Linked DNA regions of Mus musculus: region 1 is linked to region 2. The links are chromatin contacts, called in public Hi-C maps. All regions are on one chromosome and are shown on one strand. The core of a region is the stretch at or near the end of the contact, and the rest is flanking DNA. Distances in the headings are between cores, read along the strand shown. Region 1 overlaps Gm35359 (a long non-coding RNA gene). Region 2 overlaps Itpr1 (inositol 1,4,5-trisphosphate receptor 1).

Evidence for each region. A called contact is a pair of places that touch in the nucleus more often than the background predicts.
Region 1: a contact with region 2 is called in a Hi-C map of B cells, with 2.0 times the contacts expected there. The contact joins two enhancer-like sites. A contact is called at or near these places in 2 of 484 Hi-C or Micro-C datasets (B cells and Th1 cells).

Annotation. Positions count from the first base shown.
Region 1 is chr6:108,717,575-108,721,046 of GRCm38.p6, reverse strand. It overlaps Gm35359 (a long non-coding RNA gene), which reads left to right. Exons shown (of 3, transcript XR_377955.2): 2 at 2,395-2,521; 3 at 3,119-3,472. Among named protein-coding and RNA genes, the nearest start is that of Gm35359, 12 kb to the left of the region's middle. Within about 2 kb of position 1,681, at least 51 of the 459 cell types and tissues checked have an H3K27ac peak or open chromatin away from gene starts, as enhancers often do. A contact at or near this core is called in B cells, where this site is marked.
Region 2 is chr6:108,325,481-108,328,835 of GRCm38.p6, reverse strand. All of the region lies in intron 4 of Itpr1 (inositol 1,4,5-trisphosphate receptor 1), which reads right to left. Among named protein-coding and RNA genes, the nearest start is that of Itpr1, 110 kb to the right of the region's middle. Within about 2 kb of position 1,740, at least 83 of the 459 cell types and tissues checked have an H3K27ac peak or open chromatin away from gene starts, as enhancers often do. A contact at or near this core is called in B cells, where this site is marked.

The DNA of each region.
Region 1 (3,472 bases), core at 432-2,931, 390 kb before region 2:
ATTACAATGATAATGGACTGAATCTCTGAGACCTTAAGCAAACCCCAATTAAATACTTTCTTTTCTAAGAGTTGCCTCGGTCATGGTGTCTCTTCACAGCAATGGAGCACAGACTAAGACAGCACCATCCATCATTTTCATGAGGAGACATTCTTTGGAGGAGTTAGTGAATGGATGGTAGTTGTTAAATAAATCAGGGAAGGCTTCCTAGAAGTAGAGTTGGAACTGGCAAGAGAAAGCATGAGCTCCACACCACCGGAGAAGGGGATGAGCCTGCCCAAGAGGATCACAAAAATAAGGAGCCCAAGCCCTGCACAAGGCTGGCAGGATCGTGAGGAGAACAGATGTGTTAGCCTCTCATGACCGGGACCAAATACCCAAGAAAACAGTTTTGGGAGAGAAGGACAATGTTGGGCTCAGGGTTCCAGAGTGTTCACTTCATGATTGGTAGATGGATTACTTTGGGCCTGAGGTAAAGATGAACAACATGGTGGACAGAGTGTAATGGAACAGAGGTTCTCACCTCACTGCAGCCTGGGAGTGGAGAGACAGGAAGAGGTCAGGGACAAATAATCCCATTTAAGAGTGTGCACAGACGCCGGGCGATGGTGGTGCATGCCTTTAATCCTAGCACTTGGGAGGCAGAGGCAGGCGGATTTCTGAGTTCGAGGCCAGCCTGGTCTACAAAGTGAGTTCCAGGGCAGCAAGGGCTATACAGAGAAACTCTGTCTCAAAAAAAAAAAAAAAAAAAAAAAAACAAAAACAAAAAGAAAAACAAAAAAAGTAGCTCAAAGAGTGTGCCCAGACACCCATTTCTAACTCTACACCTTATGTTCACTGCTTCAGTTAGTGCTTTTGTGGTTTTTAACTTCCCTCAATCGTGACCCCTTCTGAGGTCTGACAAGGCCTTCGACACATGAGCCTCTGAAGCCTTGTCTTTTGGGTTGTTTCTCTTTAAGAGGAAGGGGATTTATTTCGCTCATTATTCCAGGTTGTACCCATCACTGCAGGAAAGTCCAGGCCCCAGGAATTTGAAGCAGTTAGTCATAGCACGTCCATAGTGAAGAGCAGAGCACAAGAGCTGACACATGCACTGCCTACTGGGGTTTAAAGCTCTCTCAATTTGATCAGATGAGTTTCTTGTCTCTTTCTTTTTTTTTTTCTTTCTGCTTTTGGTTGCTGTTTTGATTTTTCAAGACAAGGTTTCTCTGTATAGCCCTAGCTGTCCTGGAACTCACTCTGCAGACTAGATTGGCGTGAAATTCACAGAGTTCCATTTCCCTCTGCCTCCTGAGTGCTGGAATTAAAGGCATGGGCTACCAATGCCAGACTGCTTTTTCTTTTTATTAGGATATCTTTTATGTTTTCTTTGACAATGTCATACATATAAGTAATGTATATTGACCTTATCAACTCCCAGCTCCCCACCGCCCCACTACTCTCCCAACATCCCCCCTTCCCACCTTCATGTTCTTTCTGTGTTTTCCTTTGTTTGTTTAGCCAAATGAGTGCTGCCTGCGGGGGTTTTGAGTGAGTTATTGGTCTGCCTTTGTACAGGTCTTGTGTACAGCTGCAGAGTTTATAAGTGCAACAGCCTTGTCTGGTTGCCGGAAGATAGCCTTTCACAGAACTCCCCCCTTGCTCCAGATCTTACATTGTTTCTGTTCCCTCTTCTGGAATGTTCCCTGCGCCTTCAGAAGGAGGAGGTTGTCAGGGCTTGGAGTCTAGTTCATATCCAAAGGGGAGGGATTTGTAGCCAGAGAGCCTGTTGGGATTGCCACAGTTGGTTGGATGTATCTTCTGAGAATTCAGAACATCCCCAAGTTGTATCGATATCTTTGGGAGCCTCCTGGTGGGAGGCTGGCAGGTGGCAAAGGTAAGGTGAGGCTCAGCTTCAGGCTCCTTATCTTCCTAACCAGCATGCTTTGTCACCAGCCTCAGAACTTGTGCCTTGGTCTCACCCTTGGTGTGTAAAGAGCCTAGTTTCATTCTGTCTAAACCCTACACCAACTTCTCCATTTTTAGGTTAATTGTCAGAGATGGGAAGGAACTCAAAGGGTATGTCCAGATAGACAGCCTGCCCCAGATTTTATGTCTGACTGTACCGCTGTGGGAAAGTGAATTAGCATCTCTGGGCTTCCATTGCTCATTTGTCCAGCGGTAATACAAACCTTCTTCTCATCATTCTTGCCACAGTTTGCAAAGATAATACATGCAGTATGTTTGAACTAAAACCAACATTCAGAAACAGGGATTCTTCATTGGGACCCCTTCTTCTGAGCCAATCACTGAATTCTAGCCCCCATCCAGCATAAGTGGCCAGCCAGCCAGCTGGGCTGCATCCTCACCTGGGATGGATAGACAGATGCTGAGAGCCATACACTCTCTTTCCAGTGGCTGGGGATGCTGGTTGCCAAGTTCCAGAAGGCAACGTACAGAAACTCATGGCAAAGCCAAAGCTGAGAGTCAGAAGTCCAGAGAGGCTGGACTGCAGAGGAACTGAGTCCTGGCTTGCTTAGAGGTAGGTTGACACTTCTAACCAAACGAAGAGTTCTGAGAACTGAGCAAGGTCTCAGAGATAATTCTGAGTCACCTGCTTAGAGGCCAGACGTCCAAAAAGATCTCCAAAGATGATCTAGAATCTAGGAGTGTCACTCAAAGATAGAGCTCTACTCAGGGTGCACAGAAGCTAGGTTGGCTTCCATCTCCAGTAGTGCAGAAGAGGTCATGTAATCCCGGAGCCTAATAAACCTCCCCCAACACACACACTTAAAAAGTAGACTATGGATCTCCAGGAACCCAGGAAGGAAGGAGGGAGGGGGCAGGGAGGGAGGGAGGGAGGGGGCAGGGAGGGAGGGGGCAGGGAGGGAGGGAGGGAAGGAGGGAGGGGGGGCAGGGAGGGAGGGAGGGTGCAGGGAGGGAGGGAGGGAGGGAAGGAGGGAAGAGGAGGGGAGGGGGAGGGAAGGGAAGAGAAGAAAAGGTCTTTGAATCTGTAGGGTCACTGCACAGACCCTGAGCCCCGCCTCCCCCCCCAGCCTCCATCTGAAACCCTGAAGTTTACTTTCTACATCAGAAGTCACCTTAACCACACCTTTGACACCTGATCTTCTCTCCTTAGCTTGAACCACAGCCACCTGACAGAGCCCAGAGGCCAGTTCACTTCCCCTTGCTCTGAAGACACTTCCTTAGGTGCTCTGGTGACGCTCCCCCGGGAGGCCCTGACCCCTGGGGGCTCTTTCCTCTGTCGGGCCTGCATACTGAAAATGGTTTTCAAGTGCTGCTCAGCTATCAAGTAAACCTCCTCAATCCCTTCTGACTGTTTCTCATGGGACCTCATGTCCAGCTGGTGGTATGCCTAGAATAGTTAGCCTGCTGGTGCAATTTCAGGAGAGACAGGAAGTCTCAAGTTAAAGAGCGTTTCTTAAAACACACAGCAGGGGCTCATGACAACCTCTTTCCCTCCAAGGTAGCA
Region 2 (3,355 bases), core at 491-2,990:
CAGGTCCTACCTGTCTCTGCTGCTCACTGCCTGATCAATCTTCTCCAGAAAACTAAACTTTTCCCAGTCTTCCTGTCTTCCCCCTTCAATCATCCCTTGGAGATTGCAAAGCCCTCTCTATTCATATAAGAGCTTCCATTCAATGCCCTGTAATTAAGAGGAAGTGAAGATCTGTGTGCATCCTCCAACGTTCAGGAGTATAGTCTGCTCCATCGCTTACATTTTGAATAATTTGGGGGAAATTATCTACATATTTAAGTTTCTTATCTCCACAGGGAATAGCCACAAGAGCTAGATCACAAGTTAACTTTCAAAATGAAATCAGCTACTTCACTTGAAGGCCTCTGAACACATCCTAACACAGTGATGAGTCAATTAAATACCATTGCTGTGAAACAGTGGGCAGGCAAACGGCACAGTCACGCAACACCGAGATGCGGGGAGGCCATGCTGCCCTAAAAAGCAAGCCAGTGTCACACGAAAACAGCAGGGACAGGTTTCACAAATATTATTTTACTTTGAGTGAAAGGTCACAAGGCAGTGATAACAAAATGAGTCTGTTGACACAGAGTGGCCCCATTTATATGAAATTCCTGACAATATCAAAACAGTGGTCACCTCTGTTGGGGAGTGGGATGCTGGTGCTTGGAGAGATCAGATGCGTTTTAGGGAAAGAGTAATTTTCGGTATATTCAAGCATGGGAATGAAATGAGTAGGTAAAATTTAATCAGTGATACATTTAACGTCTGTACATATATATGTGTACATAGATGGACGTATATATACATACATGTATTTAAAAAGACCTCAAACAATGAATTTCTTTTTATGGTTCCATGAAAAGGAAGATCTTGCTGATAAGGAAAAGGAAGAAGAAAAACAAAATTTCCCTTCAAGAAAAAGGTCAAAAGTGTCTGATTTCTATCACTAGAAAAATATGCTTTGTTTGGTCAGGGTTCAGGGTTGGGAGTGGGAAGGGGAGGGGAAAGCGAGAGAGATGACATCACCAACTTCCCCTATGGCTTCAGTCTTCTGTGTCACCAACACAGACTCACTCAGGCAATGCAGTTTTTCAGGCCTGATCCCTTTTGGCCCAGGGGGCCTGCAACAGAGCACAGGACGGCTTTCCTGGGTTGCCGATTCTACCCCAACAGCTGGAATTGGAAGCAACTTGAAAATGTCCTCTCAAACCAAATAACACAATGTCTGGAAATGACATCACGTTAATCAAGTCCATGAAGCAAGGTGCTGGCTCGTCACTGCTGAAGGTCGGCGCTGCACGTCCGACCGTTCTCCAGTCTCCAGGTTTTACTCTTTGTTCAATAGAAAGTCTTAAAAACCACCTTTGAAATTTATTTTCAAGCTTACACTTTTTAACCAAACCCAAAGAATTCACTTGGTTCAAGGAGGTTTTGGCTTGTTTGTTTGTTTTGTTTTGAAGCTGTAATTCAACATAAAGGGAATGAGAGAAGGTTGTGGGGGGAAAAAAAGGAATGCTGGATGGATCTATCCAATAAAAAGAATCTAACACATGGACACATGGAGAGTCGGGGGTAGAGCGAGAAAAGTCACATTTGTGACACAAACAACACTGTAGGCTTTGGGGTGAAAACTCTTGCTATATTGAACTCATTTCACCTCTCAGAGTCAAAAGCAAAGAGATCTCACTGCACCAGGCCTGGTGTTTCAAAACCTGCAGCCTTAGCCACGCCAGCTTATAGCCACCAAAGGGCTTTGGAAGGCTTAAGGCAGCCTGGCATGAAAGGAGTTACATAAGTTACCAGGCTGGTCCTTCCCAGAGTCTCCTGGAAAAGTACACTTTTTTTTCACTACACAAAAGGAAAGTAGGCTGTTTCTGCCCCACGATGTGATGTGCCTTTCACTTAAAGTCAGTAAAACCTGGTTGCAGGCACCATGGGAAGCCTGAAGAGTGTCTGCATCACGGGGACACGGGGACACAAAAGCAAGCCGAGATGCGAAAGCCATCTAGCGAAGCCCTCGGCGGAGCTTGGCAGGTACAGGCCGCTGGCAGGGAAGGAAGATCACTGTGTACACAAAGAAAGAAGCCAGAGGAGTCAGTTGCTCGGGAGCCAGGCCCGTAGCCCCACAGATGATTTCCTCATCTGTGCAGTGGGTACGGACTGGAAATAGAAAAGGAACCAACAGCCGAGCAGAGCTGCCGCAGACGGCTTTGCCTCAGTTCTCCACAGGAAGAGAACAAGGATGCCTGCCCATGTATACTTTGCTATCCCTTTCTTTCCTGCTTGCTACTTAGAGAGACGATGAGAACCTAACCTGGACCACCCCAGGACTGTGCTCCACCCAGCACTCCGAGACAGCTCCTGTCAGGTGGGTGTGGGGCCATGCCCTCACCATTCAGAAAAGATCATTTTTAATCAGCACTCAAACTCATCAGCCTCACTGAGATATTTAAAGACAAACAGATCACTGGACTTTGTTCATTATCTATTTCGTCATTCTTTCTTCCCATCTCACTGTTTTCTTCTCCCAAGCAACCCCTTCCTAATTTCGTGTCACGTGGACAGATAGATTGAAATACGGATCCTACACATAAAGAAAACATGATTTTGCTTATCGCACCAACCTGCAGATAGACCCACCCCTTTTCCTGCGACGTACTGCACTCTCACTAGTATGTGCACCGCTCTTTCTCTATCTGTTCATCTAGGGTTGAGCCTCTATGCTGGTTCCGTATCTGATCCACTGTAACCAGCACATCACAATCCATGTCCCCAAGCATCTTGGTGGCGTGCTGGCTTAGATCCCTTTAGGTATGCACCCAGGAGTGGAAGAGCTGAATCACCGGGTAGTCCTATTTTTAGCTCTTGAAGGAACCTCTAGACTGATTTCCATAGCGATTGCTGCAGAAGTTACATTCCCACCAGTTGTAAATAAGGGCTCCTTTCCCCCACATCCTCACCAACATTTGTCATTTGCTTTCTTGATCGACATTCTGACCAGGGTGAGGTGGAATCCAAATCTAGTTTAAATGTAGTTTTCCCTTCTGGCTATGAAGGTTGAACTTTTTGATGTACAGCTGTTAACTCTTCATGTCTTCCTTCGATGCCTGTTCAATTCATTTGCCCATTTATTGACTGAATGATGATTTTTCAAGGACTTAAACTTTTTACTTTGTTATATATTCTAGGTATTGATCTCCAACTGTACGTGTCACGTGCATAGCTCGCAAAGATTTTCTCGCAGCCTGTACGCTCGTCTCTTGACTCTATCACTTCTTCTACTGTGCCAAAGCTGTCTAATTCCATGCAATCCCATTTGTCAATACTTGGGATAATCTCCCGAACTACTGGAGTCACTTCGAGAAATGTCTTG